Regions from separate parts of the Pan troglodytes genome. Here regions 1 and 3 are each linked to region 2. A link is a contact called in public Hi-C and HiChIP or PLAC-seq data. All regions are on one chromosome and are shown on one strand. Each heading gives the region's core, a stretch centred on a gene start, on an enhancer-like site or on the middle of the called end of the contact. The rest is flanking DNA. Distances are from core to core; before and after follow the strand shown.

Region 1 (2,700 bases), core at 146-2,645, 210 kb before region 2:
CAAGCTGCCACTTCCTCCTCTTCATCTTCATCCTCCTCCTCCTCCTCTTCTTCCTCCTCTTCACTTGCTGAGGCATCAAAAGAGGGTCGGGGGACAGGGAGGCGTCTGGCTGGCACTGTGGTCCCTGACCCAGGATCTGGCCCAAACCCTCCACCTGACTTGAGTCGGGGTTTGGGAGGTGGGGGCCAACGAAGACGCTCCCGCCTGGGACTTGAGTAAGCTGGGGGTATGCCGGGTCCAGGAGGCTCAGGCCCCCAGGACCCGGTCCCTTGTATAGTCTCTTTCATCTTCCAGTACCCTGAAAAACAAAAGATCAGGGTATCAAAATCTAAGCATCACCCCACCGCAGATCCTGCCTCTCTTCCTGGCCATGCCTCCTCTGGATTCAGATGCAAATAAAGAAAAGAGGAAAAAACGCAAAACTCCTAACTTAAGATCTTCCCAGTTAACGCGGTCCACAAGGGGCCCTTTAGGGTCTGTGCCATCATCTCTCCCCAGTCCAGAGACAAGGGAAAATGGCTAAGCAGCAGGCCTCAGAGATCTTATTTCTAGGATCACCAGGCCAAACCCAATAGCACTGCCAGGTTCTACGTCTTTATTTTAATACCACCAGGGCTGTCCTTTGAGGGCCCAACAAGGGCAATTTCTTTCCTCAGGGACATGATAACCGTGGTACTTGAGGAGAATGCAACTTGCACGTGGAAACTGGACTGGAATGGGAGACAGTTCTCTAACACCCTGGATGAACGGGGGGCATGGGAAGGCTGCGGTCATCTCAAGTGCAGATGCCAGGGATATGGTTCAGGGGGCAGAGGCTGATAAACGGGGAAGAACTTTGAAGGAAACTTAAAGAGAACCGAATCAAGACGCTGGGACAGAACGGAGCGCACAAGCCAGGCCGGCCCAGCCCCCTCCTACTTCATCCTCGGGGACCAGAATGCAACCCGGCACCAGTCCGGTCCCACGAGCTTGGATGGCTCGGCGCACACGGGCCTTAAGAAGCCCCTATGCGGGCCTCTGGGCCCCGGTTCGGTGGGAGCGAGGCCCAGGAATGGGAGAGGCCAAGGCAGGGCTGGGGGGAGGGGAGGGGGCGTCCTCACCGGGAGCGGGGAAGCCGGGCGGACGGGCCCGAAGGCGGGCGTCTCCGGCCTCAAGCTTCCCGGCTCATCTCTCCGGCGACGGCGGCGGCCCCGCCACTCCTGCTGTCTTTAGGCGCAGCCGTCTCAATTCAGGATTCCAACGCTTCTGGGCCGCGTGCCGCGCCGCCGAGCACCCCGCCGCGCCGCCTCTGGCTCTGCTTCAGCTTCAGCTTCCACCTCCACCTCCACCTCCGCCACCGCCACCACCAGCGCCGCCGCCGCCGCCGCCACTCCTCCCCCCCTCCTCCTTCCCCTCCCGCGAGCCCCGGGCCCACCGGCAGCGGTGGCGCACGATTAGTACGTCACACCCGGCGAAGAGCGCCGGCGCGGCCACCAAGCGCGCAGTCCCGTCTACCCGAGGACGCCGGCGCCACGGGACTGGCCAGCCCAGAGCGCTACGCGAGGCTGCGCCTGCGCACATCCGCCGCCCGGCCGCGCGTGGCGGCCCCGCCACTTTCCCTTTTGCGCCGCGCTCTGTCTTCGCCGCGCTCTGTCTTCTCCGCGCTCGCGGGCCTGACCCTAGCGGCATCCCCAGTACCTTGATCCGGCGGGGGGCGCGCCACAGGAGAGCCAGGAGGGCGGGAGATCCCCGTACGAGGACCGGGCTGAGGCGAGGCAGTGGGGGAAATGGAGCCGGGGTATCATTCATTCTATTTTATTTAACTTTAAGCAGGGCTTGATCAGAAAGAAGAGCTCAGAGGAGTGAGGCAACACCAACACCAGGGCGTACGATACATCCGAGGCTCCTCCGACACCAGTTCCAGCCCGGAAGGGCTTGGAATGGCCTGCCACGCCGGGGCAATGGAGCGCGTGAAAGCCAAACCTTGGGACCCGAAGAGTAATTTGACTGCGAAGGCACCGTCATCGTCGGGCACCCCCTGTAGACGGGCGCATAATAGCTACATCTCTGGAGATAGTGATGGAAACTGGGGTCCGATAGATGGAGAGAAGGACGTAGGATAAGGCTTCTTGTGGGGTGAAGAGGCAGAGGGCACCTGGAGAGAGGTGTGACATGGAGAACCAGGGGTTTTCCCTAGCAGAGGGCGGCTTCGTGGACTTCGGCCAACCGGCGGGTGCTTCCCTCGAGCGGCCGCTAGATGGTGGTGCTGTTCTGGATGCTTCCAGTGGGCCCCGACCAGGTCTGGACAATGCCTGGCGCCCGTCCCCCGCCCCTCATCTACACACACGCAAGAATTCGGAGCTCCATGGGGAACAGAAGCAAGATATCCGTAAAATCAAAGTCTAGGGGGTGGGAATGAAAAGGGAAAAGTGAGGAACGGGGAGCCAAACCCAGGAAGACGCCTCTGTTCCTGCACATTCCCTCTCCTTTATATACTCAGCTCTTGGCTGTCTCCAGTATGTACCCACCCTGGTCTTCCAAGCTGGGAGCCACTTTTTATAACACAATCACAGTTTCACAAACCCCAGGAAGGTTCCATGTGGAGAGAGGTTAAGTTTCGCCCTTGCCCGGGGAATTATGACACTCAGAATATCCCCTTGGTGTAAATGGAAGACACCTGAGAAAAGAGAGAAAGTAGATTCGCAGTGAAGCACAGCCATC
Region 2 (2,700 bases), core at 199-2,698:
GGTGCAGGGGTCCCCTGAGAGGCCTCCAGTTCCCGCAGCGCGTCCAGGAGGGGCCGGATCTGGTAGAAGTCAGCCTCTGCCCTGAGCAGCGCTGTCTCTCCGTACCCACGGGGCAGGTCCAGGCGGCCCAGCCTCAGGAAATTGAGGATGTGCCGGAAGGCCTTGCCATCCCGGTCGATGAAGTAGTGGCCGCCTCCTTGGGAATTGAGGTTGGGGGGCATGGGGGTGCCGGCCCTAAACATGGCCCCCAGCATAGAGTCTGGGAAGCGGGTCAGGGTCTCCAAAGTGGTGGAATATAGTGTGCCCCCCACATTCAGGGTCACGGGGCCCCCAAAGGAGGGGGGCGAAGAGGGCACAGGAGGAGGAGAAATTTTGGGAAGTACAGGAGACACCGAAAGAAAAGAAAAGGCAGAACTTCCTGGGTGTGTGCAGAATTGGGTCGAAGCTGTCAGATTCGCTGGGTTGGAGGCACAGGTGGAGCACACCCAGTAAGGTTTGGGGCTCACCCCGGCTACTTTGGCGGTGGATGGGGAGGTGGTGTCAGGACACAGAAATCCCCAAAAGGTTGAGAGAAGAGATGAAAAGAGCAGAGGGCAGCCAGAGAGGGGAAGGGAGCTTGAGGTCTGGACGTATCCGAATTGGGGTGGTCAGCGACACCCCTCTGTGGTCTTCAGACAGTGGGTTTCCGGAATCCAACCAGCAGGTGACGGTGGCGAGCACAGGGCCGACTCTGAAGGGATGGCCTCCGAGACCCCGGGCAGATCGCTGCCGCCGTGGACGAGTCCAGCCAGGGCTCTGGGGCCACTCAGAGGCCTGGCCTGGCTGCCGGCGCGGGTCCCAGGAGATGGAGGCGGAACTGACGGGAGCGGATGGCGGAGCCCCCTTGTATCCGCCGGGGAGCGACGATGCGTGCTCAGCCCGGGCTGGGAGTGTCCGAGGGCTCTGATGGAAACAGCCAGGAGTTTCGGGACCCGGCCGCGCCGCCTTCCCTGGGTGTCGCCGCAGCCGCTGAGGTCCTCTCCGCCCCCAGGAAGTGGCCTAAGGGCAGCGGCCCGGGGCCCTTTAAGAGACAACCCCGCCCCTTGGCGCCCCGCCCCCGCGCCCGCGAAGCTCGCGCGGCCCGGGCGGAGGTGGGAGGCTGGAGGCGAGTCTCGGACGCGAGAGACTGGGCGGACTGGCTGGACTGGCAGACGCTGGCGGGACGGGGTGACTCAGGCACGTCGCCCTGGATGTGGCCACGACCGCCCCGCCGCCGCTCAGGTGTGCCCGATCTCACGTCTGCAAGTCGGCGTGGCTGGAGCCTCTAATCCCACCGCTCAGAGCCCGAGGCCCGGCCGGCCCAGCCCAGGAGCCGAGTCCCTCCCAGCGGCTCCCCCGGGGAATTCCCGAGGGGGCGGGTGCTGAGCCGCCGCATTCCGGGGATGCCTTCCAGCCGGGGTGGCCCGGGCGCGCTCTCTCCGCGGCGGCGCGGGGCCAGCGAGCCCCAGGGCCAGCCCCACCCCTCGGCAGGACTGGGCTGGCCACGTCGCCCCAGCCCGAGAGCCCCCGCCCCACAGCGCCCGGCGCTCAGGCCGCGGCCGAAGCTGCCGCCTCGCTCCCCGGAGTCGCACCTTGCTGGACTGGAGCTCGCAAACCCCCAGCCGCTCCCCGCACCTCGGGAGCCGCAGCGCCCAACACCCTACGCGCCCGAAGGTGGCGCCCAAGAAGTGAACCAGAAGGGAAGAGCGAAGCACGGAGGCTTTAATAGCAGAGAGCCCGGTGGCGGGGAAGGGAGGGAGGCGCGGGCCCCGTGGGCCTGGGGTCACAGCGTGTGGAGGTCATGACTGCGCCGGCTCAGCTTCTCCGGGTCGTCTGACGCCATGAGGGAGAAGTCGCGGAAGATGTCAAGATACGTCTCATCTCCTGGGGGAGGGAGGAAAGGCCGGGAGGCGGCTGGGCCCCAGTGCAGAAGGGCAGGATCCGGCGGTTGGGGCCCACCTTGGGACCTCGCGCTCCGAGCCTGGGTGGGAACGTGCGCGCCGCGGGCACTGCGCCAGCACCTATGCCTTGCCAGGGCCTGGCACGTCGCATGCGCCCAATACGCATTTGTTAAATAACGGAATGAATGCAGCTGGGCACTAGGGAGAGAGGTCACCGTGGACCAGAAGCCCAGAGTTCAGGTGTTGGGCCTGGGGGGTGGGGTGGGTGTATTCTTTACCTGCCTGCCCCTGGGCCGCTTCAGCCTCCCTCATCTTTGCCAGTCGTAGCCTGAAGAGGAGGGAATTAAGAAATGAACGACACTATCTTTGGCCGGGCGCGGTGGCTCACGCCTGTAACCCCAACACTTTGGGAGGCCGAGGCAGGCGGATCACGAGGTCAGGAGATCGAGACCGTCCTGGCCAACATGGTGAAACCCCGTCTCTACTAAAAATACAAAAAATTAGCCGGGGGTGGTGGCGCACGCCTGTAGTCCCAGCTACTCAGGGGAGGCTGAGACAGGAGAATCGCTTGAACCCGGGAGGCGGGGGTTGCAGTGAGCCGAGATCGCGCCCCTGCACTCTAGCCTGGGCGACAGAGTGAGACTCCGTCTCAAAAAAAAAAAAAAAAAAAAAGACTATCCTCACCTCCCCCACAACTTCCCATCCTTTGAGCTGGGTTGCGTTCCGTTCATCTGCCCCCACCCCCGGGGTCACGTCTAGTGCTAAAAAGATGCCTGACAGC
Region 3 (2,700 bases), core at 159-2,658, 130 kb before region 2:
TGGCGAAACCCCTCCTCTACTAAAAATACAAAAATTAGCGAGGCATGGTGGCGCATGCCTGTAATCCCAGCTACTCAGGAGGCTAAGGCAGGAGAATCGCTTGAACCCGGGAGGCGGAGATTGCAGTGAGCCGAGATCGTGCCATTGCACACCAGCCTGGGCGACAGAGCAAGACTCCGTCTCAAAAAATAAAATAAAATAAAAATAAAAAAATAAAGTAGCCCCAGCTCAGTGACTCTCCATGGGATTACCCCTTTTCACTCTATTCGAGACAACTGCCATTAACTGAATTATCTCGTTCATTCATTGTATTCATGTTTACTGCTTGCCCTTTCCCACAGACAGTGCTCTTGAAGGTAGGGTCCTGGTCTGTCGTGTACACCTCTGTAACCCGAGTCTCCTGTGTCTTCAACACAGCAGGTGCTCAGTTAACATTTGTATTACAGAAGAGGAGGAAGCTACCCGGGTTTGGCTTCTTAACCAAACTTGTAAAGACTCCCTAGGATTCGTCTGATCGCCTTTAACGTCGGTAATTCTGGAGTGTGAAATCAGTCATCCTTCTCTCCCTCCTTCTCACTCTCCAGCCAGCCCCCCATCTCGGACGAAGCGCTAAGCCTGCTCAACTCTTTGCAAAATATAACTCTGGGAGGCCCGAGACTGGCGCCTACACGGCCTTGGCGCTGCTGAGCCATGCTCCTGGCCCGTCACCCATAAGCAGCGAGAAAGCGCCAAGTTTCCGCAGCCCCCGTCCGGCCCCGCCCGCCAGGGGAGGAGGGAGGAAGGGGAGGACAGAGCCGCTTACCAGTTCATCCGGACTCAGGACTCCGAACTGGACTCTCTTGATGGTGCGCAGCGGGCATGCGCTGTCCCCCGAGGGGGGGCCACCCCCGTGCATGGCGGAGGCAGGCGCGCTGCGCAGGCGCAAACCTCACTACAAAAAGCCTGCGCCGCCTCCGCCTAGGTGCTCAGACCTCGTCAGGGCGGCCACCGGGAAGGACCTCCCCGAGTTGGGAGGAAAAAGCCGGAGGAGGGGAAGGTGGGGGAGGGAAGGAGGCGGGGAAATAAGGAGCGAAAGGAGCCCTTCTTTCCCTTACCGGAAATTTTTCAGCTCCCAAAAAGGAAAAAAAAAGAAGGGGAAAGGAAAAGGTTTTTGGGGGAGGAAGAAGAAAAAGGGTAACGAATAAATAAGTAACCGGGCTCCTGAACGGCAGAGGTTACGGCAGTTTGTCGCTCCCCCTTCCGGGAGCCGCCTTCTTCTCCAACCGTCCCGGCCGCGCTCTCGGCGCTTCTGAGCAGCGAACTCGCTGAACGACGCTTCTTATAGATTCGCCCTCGCGTCCCCGCCCCTTCCTTTCCCGCCCTCCCTTGCGCTACGGGGCCGCCTGCGCAGGCCCGCAAGGGGTGCGAGCCAGCGTCGTGGGTCAACCCGCCGCTCGCTGGTTGGGCGATCTTTTGAAGTGACAGGGAGAGAAGAATTTTTTTCTTTAATCCCACCGCCTCTCCTCGCTGCTCCCTTCTGCACTGAGGCTTAAGGTTTGAAGACTCGAGGGTAAAATTGGGCCGCTTTCATTCTAGTTTGGACAACGGTTTCCTCTTCAGCAAAAGCCTCTCATTCGTAGCCCCCCCCAGCTGGAAAATGGTCTGCTCTGCGAATCGGTAATGGCGGCGGGGCGGGGCGGGTCCTCCCGGGGAAGGGCGGTTGCTCATGAATATGCAGTTCTCTTGCTGAATATGCATGAACAAACCAAGATGGCAGGACCAGTGGCTTGTCCGGAAGTAGCCGATGTTTGTCAAACGGCCCCCGGAGACGGGTGGGCATCTCCTGGCCTGTAATGCCGCGCTGTACCGAGCCATGATCCTAGATCCATGGCCTGAGCCTCTCGAAGAGACTTCAGCTGGGAGACCTGCTCTGGAAGGAGGGTGGCCACTGTCCGGGAGAGATCACGGGACCGCGACAATCCGAGAAAAGCAGATTAGCCATGGGGCGGGCCACGAAAGTCCTGGGGGATTTGGGGTCAAGGCATCTGAACATTAGGAAATCCTCCACTTTGTAGAATATTTCAGGAATAAAATAGGGGGCGGGAATCCCAAGGGGTTCTCCAATGAGAACGGTCGTAGGACTTTCCACTCTCCCTCCAAAGCAGAGACGACACCACTGCAAGCCACATTCAGAGTAATCCTTGTTTGATGTCAATGTCACGTCACCACCCCAAGGGGGGGGCACAAGCACGAGGAAAGGAAACCTTCGCCGTGAGGGGAGGGGTGGGGAGGCACGCTCCCCTCCCCCAGCGCAGCTGCTGGCTCTGTCTTTGCCAGAACACTCCAGCCCCAATGCTCTTCTCTTTGCTGCTGAGTGAAGTCCTCCCCGTGGCCCACGGCCTCCCTGCCTCAGCCCTTTGGATCTGCTCCTCGGACTTTACCCCTTAGTTATGCCCTGATTCCAGGACCCAGCCTGGACTCCACATCCCTTGGTCCCAGGCTGGCCCCAGGTCTTCCAGGTAGTCCCTCTCCACCAAGTCCCCAAGTCATCCTTGACTCTGAGAGGTATCCCTCTCCCACACCAGTTCTTTTCCAGTCACTTCTCCTCCCATGTTTGTCTTCAGTCTTTGCCTCTATTTATCCCTGTCCCTCCCAACCCCCGGGCTCCCAAGTTCTATCTCACTCCTCCACCTTCCCTTCCCTCTCACAGCTGAGGTTCCG

What was found. A called contact is a pair of places that touch in the nucleus more often than the background predicts. HiChIP or PLAC-seq counts read pairs in DNA pulled down with a chosen protein or histone mark.
Region 1: a contact with region 2 is called in a Hi-C map of induced pluripotent stem cells, with 2.5 times the contacts expected there. The contact joins the promoter of SENP3 here to the promoter of KCTD11 in region 2. A contact is called at or near these places in 3 of 7 Hi-C or Micro-C datasets (induced pluripotent stem cells and stem cell-derived neural progenitor cells) and 1 of 1 datasets of contacts at active chromatin or transcription factors (stem cell-derived excitatory neurons).
Region 3: an H3K4me3 HiChIP or PLAC-seq map of stem cell-derived excitatory neurons shows a contact between it and region 2, with 2.4 times the contacts expected there. The contact joins the promoter of POLR2A here to the promoter of KCTD11 in region 2. A contact is called at or near these places in 1 of 7 Hi-C or Micro-C datasets (stem cell-derived neural progenitor cells) and 1 of 1 datasets of contacts at active chromatin or transcription factors (stem cell-derived excitatory neurons).

Annotation. Positions count from the first base shown.
Region 1 is chr19:18,073,169-18,075,868 of NHGRI_mPanTro3-v2.0_pri, reverse strand. It overlaps SENP3 (SUMO specific peptidase 3), which reads right to left and starts at 1,395. Exons shown (of 11, transcript NM_001205128.4): 1 at 1,101-1,395; 2 at 1-298. The coding sequence starts at 287. TNFSF13 (TNF superfamily member 13) reads right to left here. Exons shown (of 6, transcript NM_001205130.2): 6 at 1,772-2,656. The coding sequence ends at 2,547.
Region 2 is chr19:17,864,682-17,867,381 of NHGRI_mPanTro3-v2.0_pri, reverse strand. KCTD11 (potassium channel tetramerization domain containing 11) reads right to left here and starts at 1,448. Exons shown (of 1, transcript XM_016931434.4): 1 at 1-1,448. The coding sequence starts at 254. ACAP1 (ArfGAP with coiled-coil, ankyrin repeat and PH domains 1) reads right to left here. Exons shown (of 22, transcript XM_016931433.4): 21 at 2,198-2,247; 22 at 1,720-1,902. The coding sequence ends at 1,802.
Region 3 is chr19:17,995,515-17,998,214 of NHGRI_mPanTro3-v2.0_pri, reverse strand. It overlaps POLR2A (RNA polymerase II subunit A), which reads right to left and starts at 1,408. Exons shown (of 29, transcript XM_016931455.4): 1 at 803-1,408. The coding sequence starts at 895. ZBTB4 (zinc finger and BTB domain containing 4) reads left to right here and starts at 1,538. Exons shown (of 4, transcript XM_511299.8): 1 at 1,538-1,656. SLC35G6 (solute carrier family 35 member G6) reads right to left here. Exons shown (of 2, transcript NM_001135645.1): 2 at 2,273-2,700. The coding sequence ends at 2,659.